Linked DNA regions of Zea mays: regions 2 and 3 are each linked to region 1. Evidence: chromatin contacts called from public Hi-C data. All regions are on one chromosome and are shown on one strand. The core of a region is the stretch at or near the end of the contact, and the rest is flanking DNA. Distances in the headings are between cores, read along the strand shown.

Evidence for each region. Hi-C and Micro-C count contacts between places; a contact is called where the count stands out from the background.
Region 2: a Hi-C map of ear shows a contact between it and region 1, with 2.0 times the contacts expected there. The contact joins the promoter of LOC100279330 here to the promoter of LOC103653317 in region 1. A contact is called at or near these places in 2 of 25 Hi-C or Micro-C datasets (ear and tassel).
Region 3: a Hi-C map of bundle sheath shows a contact between it and region 1, with 4 times the contacts expected there. The contact joins the promoter of LOC100273075 here to the promoter of LOC103653317 in region 1. A contact is called at or near these places in 6 of 25 Hi-C or Micro-C datasets (bundle sheath, ear, leaf and 1 more).

What each region holds. Positions count from the first base shown.
Region 1 is chr4:63,546,489-63,549,992 of Zm-B73-REFERENCE-NAM-5.0, forward strand. It overlaps LOC103653317, which reads right to left and starts at 1,777. Exons shown (of 10, transcript XM_008680251.3): 1 at 1,514-1,777; 2 at 1,252-1,422; 3 at 827-1,122; 4 at 556-730. The coding sequence starts at 1,101.
Region 2 is chr4:63,775,145-63,778,648 of Zm-B73-REFERENCE-NAM-5.0, forward strand. It overlaps LOC100279330, which reads right to left and starts at 1,554. Exons shown (of 1, transcript XM_020552545.3): 1 at 754-1,554. The coding sequence starts at 1,305. The coding sequence ends at 961. LOC118476909 (a long non-coding RNA gene) reads left to right here and starts at 3,395. Exons shown (of 3, transcript XR_004857749.1): 1 at 3,395-3,504.
Region 3 is chr4:63,699,007-63,702,510 of Zm-B73-REFERENCE-NAM-5.0, forward strand. LOC100273075 (RING-H2 finger protein ATL13) reads left to right here and starts at 1,966. Exons shown (of 1, transcript NM_001147524.1): 1 at 1,966-3,504. The coding sequence starts at 2,253.

The DNA.
Region 1 (3,504 bases), core at 527-3,026:
CAATATATTTCGACTTTGTATAAACAAGAGCCAACGAGACAAGGATTAGGACTTCTTAATGACGAAGGTCTCTCCCGTCTGCAAACACTTAGCCTACATGTTGAAGTGGATTCAGTGCATTTAATCTCAACCAATGATAGACACGTACAAAAAAAGCTCCCATGACCAAGCACCATACCCACGACACGTTCTACCAGCAGCATGGCAAAAAAAAATAACAACAACAGAAAAAAAAACAGAATCATTAGACAAAACATAGCAAAAAAACAAACAAAACATAGCCAACAAAAAACAAACAAAACAACAACGACAGACAAAAAAGAAACATTAGACAAAACATAGCCAACAAAAAACAAAAATCCAAAAAACTGCATAGCAAAAAAACAACATCGGGCACTAAAAATAAACATTAGACAAACATAGCAAAAAACAAAAAATAAATAAAAAATATAAACAACAACAGCCTTGGATACAAAAACACTGATACAAAAAAATCATGCAAATAAAAAAACATCATATATTGCATGTGGGAAAAAATGAGTTGAAAAAAATTACCCCAACTTTGGGATAAAAGAAATGTTTCTTTGACATCCTTGGATGAACATCTTCAAAATGTTTTTGGCAGAACCCAGCAATAAAAAAGTTGTCGCAATGTCCATTGGGTTCTATTGACAGTCCAAAATATTCCCAATTTATAGTGGTGGTTTTTGAAAACCGAACTGCAACAAAACTACACAAAAATGGGTTTATTATAAAGCTTGAAGTATATGAAGAGAAAATATACTAAATAATCAAGCATTGGAATAAGAATACAAGATACACTTACTCTTTCCATTGGCTACGCCCCATGCCACAAAGGATATAATAATATCGCAATTGTACAACAGAACATGGTAAAGGGACACTAGGATGTTGGGCTTGTAACCGATTTTCACCAATATACTGAATATCACTTTTGACTAAATTTGCCACTTCTAGTTGATATCCCAACAAATTTCCCCTAGCTTCTGGATCATTGAATATATTCCTATCATTGTACATTTGGTCAACTATAGCTGTTGATTTAGATCTTCTACTGCCATATAAACTAGCACCAACCATTTCACCAGCAACATTGTGAACCTGGATAAAAAATGGGAGAACATAACATGGGTTTTAGGATATAAAATTAAAAAATTAAAAGAATGGAGATAACAACAAACACAAAAACAGACCACATGGGGGAGTGTAGCAAGAAAAATAAAATATCACCTCCTGAACCGCTCTCACATGATCGTCAATAACAATAACATCTTGATTTTTGCCACTTATCCCTTCGAACTTCCTAGGCCTTTCTGTTGAGTTCAGTGTTGAAAGATTACATGTTAATGTTGGCTCAAAGAATGTGTCATTCACTGGAGGAACTGCCCCAGCAACATGAGACTGACATAGAGGACAAAAAGGAAATACATATAAGTAAAAAATAGGAACTCTGCTAACCAAAAAGAACAGTGAAAAAAGGCATATAGCAGACCTTTTGAGCATGAGAAACTAGCACAGAAACAACCTTATCTGGTACATCAGTGTTGGCTACTGCTGCTGTTGCACTTTCAGGACACAACTCAATAAGGCTTCTAGAGGAATTTGCATGTGACTTAATTAAAGGTTGTAATACAACATTGGGAGGAGTAGGATGAACACCATGGGTGCATGTAGGCAAAATAGAATGACCTAACCCGATTGGAATGACATCTGACCCATGTGGACATATAGCACTAGCAGGTGCAGTATTTTTTTGTGGTCACTTTCATCATCTGAAATGTGGAGGTCAAAAAGACCCACAGGTGAGAAGAGGCTTGTACGTGGAAAGCGACCCAACTTGTCAGTTTTGGAGAAATGGAATCGCTTGTTGAGTGGATGAACACGCTCTACAATAAAAATTTAAGGAAAAATATACATACATCAGATTAGGATAGATTTTACATGACAACCAAAAATAGTGCAATAATAACCCACCAATATAAGATACTAAACATGAAACCACAAACAAAAAAAGGCAAATAAAAAAGGGATAAACATACAAAAAGACTAGGATGAATACTACAAGACAACGATACCAAAAACTATGCATAAAAATTCGCCTACAATCTCTAAAATAGCAAATTTCTACATCCCACACATATAAATTGTCATCCTGCACATAAAATGCATTTGTTTGTGGCCAGCAGCTAGCAGGCTATGAGCAAAAACAAAGGTTCATGTGGTAGGGCAGTGACTGCTGGAAATTAAATATAGTTTCATGTTCAACATATTAAAAGCACAAAAAACATCTAGATGGATTTTAAAAATGCTATGAACACACACAATAAAAAAAATCAGCATATAATATAGAGTCTAGATGCATTAAACAATAAAGTGCATGGAACCAAAAAAGACAAATGGAGATTAAAACGCTAACCCGCTGGGGGCTTCACAGAAGTTGCAGTATTTGCATCCGACCTATAAACGACTGGTGTGTTGATGTGTTCAGATGTATGGGCACTGTTACCAGAGGATTGCTAGTACCCACACCAAGACCTTTTCCCATCAGATGACTCAACAAAGTCTGCAACAACGACTTTCTCATCCGACTTAACAATAGCTGGTTGTACATTGATATCAGTATGGGTGTATTTCTCATCTGCTTAACAGCCATAGTTTTCACTAGAGGGTTCATGGAATTCAAAATCTCCTGATGCTTGATAGACATTGCTTCAACCATAATTTTCACAGAATCGACTATAGCTTCAATACACATTGTCTTGCAAACCGAACAACAACCCTTGAACTTGTCGCACATAACTTGGCAAATACTGTCAATACGTTGGACATCCACTAATTGGCCAAAATCAACTAATACCTTTTCCTTCAAAAAATTGAAATCGTCCTGAAACTGTTTCTCTGCTTCAATTAGCACCTTCTCTCTGTAGGCAGCTCTCTATATAAAAAAATAAAAAAATGAATAACAAATATAGAAAAAAATTTGAGGCAACAACCAAATGAAAAAACTGAAGATAAAAATATACAATGGCGAACTAATACAGAAAAAAGATGATCAAGAACAAACAACCTGAGCCTTACAAAGGAGTAGAAGAAATGGGTAGGGGGGAGAGCTCGCCGGCAAACAGCAGCATCGTCGTGGGAAGCTCCGTTCGACACTCTATCTCACGCCTTCCATAAGGGGATGGGGAAAGTGAAGAGGTGCGATACCTAGAAAAATCAAAACAGTAAACTCCTACTATGCCAATATGGCCCACTGGTCAACAGCAAAAACTGTGGATGTATCACATAATTATAAATGACTACTTTAACTCAACAACTCAGCACCGCTCGACTCTAGCCACGATGTGAAACAACAAATTCAGCCCCTCAGATCCTCACAGAACCGACCACGCATCCTATACTCCGGCAAGGTCCAAATGCCAGCCTCAACTAACCAGTTGCCAGTGACAGGGAGACAAAAGACTTGAAACAAAGGAAGAGCTC
Region 2 (3,504 bases), core at 304-2,803, 230 kb after region 1:
ACTTAACTCGTAATTACAATGTTTAAAATCATTAAGCCCCCCAGTATACTAGATTAAGGAAAGTTTATCCACAAAAACTAGTATTTGTCCAAACCTTAGGACATTAAAAAGGGGGGTTAAAATGGGAACCAGAAAGCAAACACATTTTTCCTGACCTGCCTAAGTGATGTAGTTCATAAGAAAACTTGTTGAACCCTAATCCAGTACAAAGAAAATGCACCACCTTTTATTTAATGAAAACAGAGAGAACTTAGAAAAATCATAGAAAAATAATCCTAAGGAGGAACCACCCTAACCTTAGGAATGACTACTTTTATGCTAATAGGAACCTAGGAAAAATGCAAGTTCTGTTGTTTGACATTTTTCAAATAGCAAGTTAGTTATAAGTGTCTTTTTGGCATTAAACTCTAGAAAATCACAACTAAATAACCATTAGGTCACCCTCTGTGATTTTTGGCACAGAAGCATGTTATTACCCATAGATGCTAGAAAAAATAACTCTTAGTACAATACCCCCACCTAAATAAGAGTTGTAGTACAAAGTGACCCTCTACCCTAACTTTTGTTATTTTTGCCTAGGGTTTATCCTAATTATTTTTAACCGCAAATTTATAGGATAGACTACAGTGACCAATGTTAACCCACTGTAATTTTATAGAATTTTTGGAAATTGCTAAATCACTATGGTAGTTCAAGCCCACCTTAAAGCCATAAATCCCTACTACTCTATAAGCCTGTAGTGTAGGCGTCCACAGTGCACCATGTTCTGCCTCCGCGTCCGATTCCCCCGACACCGCCTCGCCCGCAATCTACGCCGCCGCGGTGCCCACGCCCGCGACATCCACCACCTCGACCTCACCCCCGCCCGCGGAAATCTCGCCCGCGAGATCCCTCTGCCCACACACCGCCCCCTCTGCTCTCCGTCGATGGAAGGGCGCCATTAACACACCGCGATCCTCGCTACCGCCCCCACGAGGCCATACCATGCCCTCGCCCCCTCCCAGATCTTCGAAGAGGCCGCCACCCCGCCCCTGTTCTTGGCCCCTCGTCGGCGTCGGCCTCATCGCGGCACGGGCTGCACTCCTTCGCCCCGCTCACGGCCGCGGTGCTTGGCCACCTCTGGGCCTCCGGGGTGGCGGTGCTCCCGGGCCTGACAGAGCTAGAGTTGGTGCGCACCAAGGCTGAGATGTGGTTTGCGTTCCCGCCCGACCTCCGTGCCGTCCTCGCCGCGGGCCTGCCGTCGGGGCCCGGGTTCCCGGACTGGCAGTCGCGCGTGGGGCTGCGGTCCGCATTCGACCTGCCCATCGCGGCGGCGTCGCTACAGATCGCGCGGGGCGAGCTGTGGCCGCGCTGCTAGGGCGTGCGCCCCGCCGACCCCAACCACGCGCTATGGTCTGCTTCATCTATGGCGTGGTTCCTGTTTTGCCTGCCTCTTGCTCCTATTTGACCACCATGCGCGCCGCGAGGACCACCACTAGGTGGAGCGTGTCTCCGTGGTCTTCTTCACCGACCACGAGGCTGCTGAGACCCTAGGGGGGCTCGACCTGGACATCATCGCAGTGCTCCCCACCGTCAGGTGCCATCGTCGGTCGAGGTCCGTGACTAAGTGTGACGTGTACCTGGGCGAGTTCGCGCACAGGGAGCGGCTCAAGCAGTTGTCTCTCTTCCAGATCCCCTACCTCCTCTTTGTTCCCTCGGCTTAGCCACCACCTTGGCCGGTGCTCCTTGCACGTCGGGATAGGAGGATGCCGACCAAGTTCTAGATGAAGAGCAACTGATTTGCTTCCCTTGGATGGATTCCACTGTTGAGCCATTCAAAATTTGAGATGCGGATTAATTTTTACAATTCATGTTTTCAGATTTACCTTCCAATTTTCTTAGTAATAATAATAATGTATAGGTAGTGCACCATGTTTTGATTCTAATCTATCTTGGGTCACCTGTTTTATACCGAGGTAACACCTGTTTTATACCGAGATAATTAGTATGTATTCTGAGCTTCAATCATTGTTCTTTATGGTGAGATTCAATGTCTCCAGTTAATTCATTTTGTAAATTTTAGGTTACAGAATGTCTCTCGAGTGTGCTAGAGATGCTTTGCTGCAAAAGACCATGGACAACAAAGAAAATACAAGTGAATTATTTTCCCGATCTCGTGGTTAGAAAGCATATTTTTTCAGTATTCATAAGACACTGCTTATTCTTTTCCTGGGCAATGTATATGTATTTGCGTAGCAAAAAAGACTTGACGTCATTGAGATTTTTTTATGCCATTATGCCCATCGATCTCATAACAATATCCTTTTCCTTCTGCAGATAAGCTCAGAGTTGATCTCATGAATATTTCTATGACTACTCTTAGTTGAAAAATACTTTCCCAAGACAAGGAGTACTTTACTAAACTTGTGATTGATGTTGTCTTGAGGCTTAAGGTGTACAAATGGTTTAATGAAAGTTGGTTATCATTTACATTGAACTATGATATCTTCATCTATAAAATTTTACTCTTCAAAAAGTATGCTTCATACTTCATAGCTACTCAATCATGTTATTATTCGATGATGTTATAGTGTTGACTAATTTCTATCTGAATGGTGGTAGGGTAGCACCCACTTGGAATCTATTGAAATTCTGAAGATACATGGAGAATCTCTTAAGGACTGGGTACGTATTTATAGAAAAAATACCACTATATTCTTTTGACCACATAGCACTGGGTTGCATACAAATTCTCTCACCTAGCACCAAATTCTCCTTTCTGTCAATCAGTCCAACCTAAGAGCCCAATGCAATCAATTTCTATTTTTATCAACACCCTAACCAATTAGAATTAGCGCTACATTTTCTAAAAGATCAATTGCTCATTTACTAGCTAAATAAAGTAGGAATTAGCACTACATTTTCCTATTTGTTTCCATTGCTCTGAGCATTTGGGCTTTGTTTCCCTTCATATTCATGTGCAGTGATTTGAAGAACAACACCTCCTATTTCTCAATAAGTTAATCTGCCACATTGCTGATTAAGAGAGCAATGATCGCCATTCCTATGAAAACTAAAGTTAAAGGTTGTTTAAATTAAAGGGGTCCGAACGTGTCTTGTTACCTGGACTGATCCTATTTGCAGGATGTGCCAACTGCCGAGACTTGCACACGTCACAAATTAAAGCTGTTTGCATTGCCGGCTAACCAAGCTCCAGGGTATAAACTTCATAATTAGACATTCTAGATCTTAGTTGGCCGACTTGATCATAAGCCACTACCCAAAGCAAAAAAAAGTATATTATTGAAGATGCAACTCTCCCCTATATTTGAGAGAAGATGAAGGATATATCAGTGTGTTTGGTACCCTGTAGCTCCTCGTCGACCTGGTGCAACAGCTTAAGCTCAGGCACGTATTTCGAGAATGCTTTTTAGTTTTTCTGTTTTGCTGTATCTTTTAAATAAAAGATTTAATCATCAAACCGATTTTATATCTATGTTCCTGATATTTGTATCAATAAAACTA
Region 3 (3,504 bases), core at 716-3,215, 150 kb after region 1:
TGCTTCGTGACAGGCGCTCGCTGATTCGACCTAAGGGGGAAAGGTATGTAACTTTATATATTGCCGCTACTTCTTCATGTTATATGTTCAAATTCAAAATAGAAACGAATACATTTCTTAATCACTCGAACATGTCTTAGACGGTTGTGGAGAATGTAAGTGGTCACAAACGCAACCCCAATAACATCATCGACCTTCTGTGCAGGGAACACTTTCTTAGGATTGTTGAGTACGGTGGAGTGATGGGTTCAGCCTATTCCTTCGACTACTACGCCATCGGCCCTGATGCAGTAGATCGAGACGACAGGAAATTCAATAAGGCAATCTGTGTAAACGGTCGTGCAAAGTACTGTTTTGTACTGTAGATTGCATTATTTACAGGGTGGAGATTAAAATAAGGAATGAGATAGAGAATGAGATATGCAATCTGGTGTTTAGGATTTTTTATATACATATTTGTCGTACAGTCAAGTGTTTTATAGATATTTCAGTTTTACTTAATCTATTATCTAAATTATAAAAATGAATTGAGGGTTGAAGAGCGAGAGTCTCTCCATATATAGAGGATGGATGAGTGTTCTCTATATTTAGAGAACATTTTAGAGGGCACTATTAGAATATATAGAGCAAAAAATGTTCTCTAAATATAGGGTAGGAGAGGGTTTACAGTTCAACACCGGAGTCTCTTACATGATAAAATGTTAGAATATTTTATGTCGTTCTAATATTTTTTCTATCTACCTTGATTTTGTGGTAGCAAGTTTAGGTTCTAAGTTGAGAACTGATGGGTATGGCCAGTACATCATGTGTATAGCCGTGTAAAAAACTGTTTTGCACTATAGATTATACTATTTACATAGTAAAATTTAAAACAGGAGATGATAACGAGTAAGTTGAAGATAACTAATTTGGGTCATCGGATGTCCCAAAAGATTAATCCTAAACTAAAATGGTATTTTTGTAGTTGAAGGACGTGAACAAATGAAATAAAATGATACTTAATCGTAATTAGTTAGTTGACGCAAAAACATCATTATTACATCCATAGAATTATTGCAAGACACCTTGCTGTAATACTTTCTTACTAGTCTAATACACATGCTAACGCTACGGTTCTGAAGAGAGGATGAGAAAAGGGCTGACGATGAGGGGGGAGGCAGAAGGGTATGTATGTGCGAGTGAGGATGAGAGGAAGAATAATCCAAATAATATTAGTTATTATATTTGAGTGACTAAGAAAGTAGTGTTATCTAGTGATCTGAACTGATTGTTTTTAGAGGGTGTTATGTTTGCGTGCAATTTGTTTGGTGGAACTAGAGAAGACTATGTGTGTGAGTGATTTGGATACGTGGGGTTTGCAAAATTTAAATTGATGGATTATATAAGGCCATATATAGATAAATAAAATCGTTTCATATAATAGTTAGATTTACATGTTCTTACACTATTTTTTTTACTAAAATCAGGTAAGGCAATAAAATAATCTAATAATAGTTAGATCAAACTGTACGATAATAAAATGACAAAACAAATAACCATATATAGATGGATGCCTTGTATATTTTTATATGTTAAAAATAGTAATTGCATCGGATGACTCGTACCAACAGATTAATTTAAAATTTAGTGGAATAAAGTAGTACTTGCTCCGTCTCAAAATACAATTTATTTTAGACTAAAAGTATAATTATTATCTATAAATGTAGTTTGTATGTATGTCTATAATTATTATCATGGAAAAAAACCAAACTATATTTTAGACGGAATGAGTATTTATTGAGAGGTTACGTAGACAGATAATGAGAGATGATGGTTAGTTAATGGTGACAAAAGAATTCGTTTTCGTCTCCATTTCTCACCACGAGTCCAGCCATTCTTCTCTCCATTTTTCTCTCCCCACATTAAGGATCCATCACTATCCTATACATTGACCAAGCCCCTCCCCTACCTGGCTAGTACCTTCCTCCAGTCTCTCCCAAACCGCGCCTGTTGAGCTGTCTCACAGTTAACTCTGTCATTGTTTCCCTTTTTCTTCGTTGCTAGGATCCGACACAAGAGTTTTAGTGATGATCTCCTCATCAACATCTATCTCCATCACAAGAAGAAGGTGTGGACAGGAAGACGACACAAGATTCAGGCGACACTCCCACCATTGCTGCTGACGGCGTCCAAATTGTCTTCTTTCTCCTCCTACCTGGCTGGCTGGCTCTCTAGATCGAATCACGGGTCAGGCGCTCCCCCTGACCAAGGCCATGAGCCACTACACCATGCATGCAGCCATCAACTACGCCGCGCTGCCACCCACGTCGCCGCTGCAGCTCCCCCTCCCGTACCTCCCTCCGCCTCCTCCTCCGCCGTTACCGCTACCGCTACCGCCGCTGTTGTCGCCGCCGCCACCGGCGGCGGCGTCCTCTGACGCGGGATTCCAGAACAGGATCAGCCCCAGCGTCCTTCTCATCATCCTGATCTTGGCCGTCATCTTCTTCGTCTCCGGCCTGCTGCACCTTCTCGTCCGGTTCCTGCTCCGCCCGGCGCCGCGGGATCCCGGCGACGCGTACGGGGGTGACGCGAACGCTACCGCCTTCCAGGGGCAGCTCCAGCAGCTGTTCCACCTCCACGACGCCGGCGTCGACCAGTCCTTCATCGACGCGCTGCCGGTGTTCCTCTACGGCGCCGTGGTCGGCGCCGGCGGGAAGGATCCTTTCGACTGCGCGGTCTGCCTCTGCGAGTTCGCGGACGACGACCGCCTCCGCCTCCTCCCCAAGTGCAGCCACGCGTTCCACGTCGACTGCATCGACACGTGGCTGCTGTCGCACTCCACCTGCCCGCTCTGCCGCCGCAGCCTCCTCGCCGACTTCCCCACCTGCGGCGGCGCCTGCAGCCCGCTGGTGTTCGTCCTCGAGTCCGGCTCCGAGGGCTCGGTCTCCGATCGCCACGACGCGGCGTCCTCCGCGCGCCTCAGCTTTGGCATGGAGCAGGAGCAGGCAGGGCAGGATCGGAAACACGTCGCCGCTGCAGAGGCAGCGGAGAAGAAGGACGAGGTGGTCGTTCCGGTGAAGCTCGGCAAGTTCAGAAGCCAGGCCACCGAAGGAGCCGGCGGCAGCGCCAGCCATGGAAGCCATGACGTGAGGCGGTGCTTCTCCATGGGGACCTACGAGTACGTCATGGACGAGAGCTCCCTGCTCCGCGTCGCCGTGAAGCTGCCGGAGAAAAAGCGCCCCGCGACTCGCTCTCGCATGCCGGGGCACCGTGTTGCCATGTCGGAGTGCGACTGCCACTCCAAGCGGGAAGGCTTCCGCGGATTCGATGCGCCGCCCAAGCAGCAGCAGCAGCTGTCGAAAGCGGCGGTGGACAAGAGGGAGAGCTTCTCCGTCTCCAAGATATGGATGCGCAGCGGGCCGAGGAGGAAGGACGTGCCCTCCGGCGCAACGACCTCGCGCCGCGCGTCGTCGTTCCGGCTCTCCTCGGCGCTCCAGCGCACGGCGAGCGACGTTGGGGCGACGA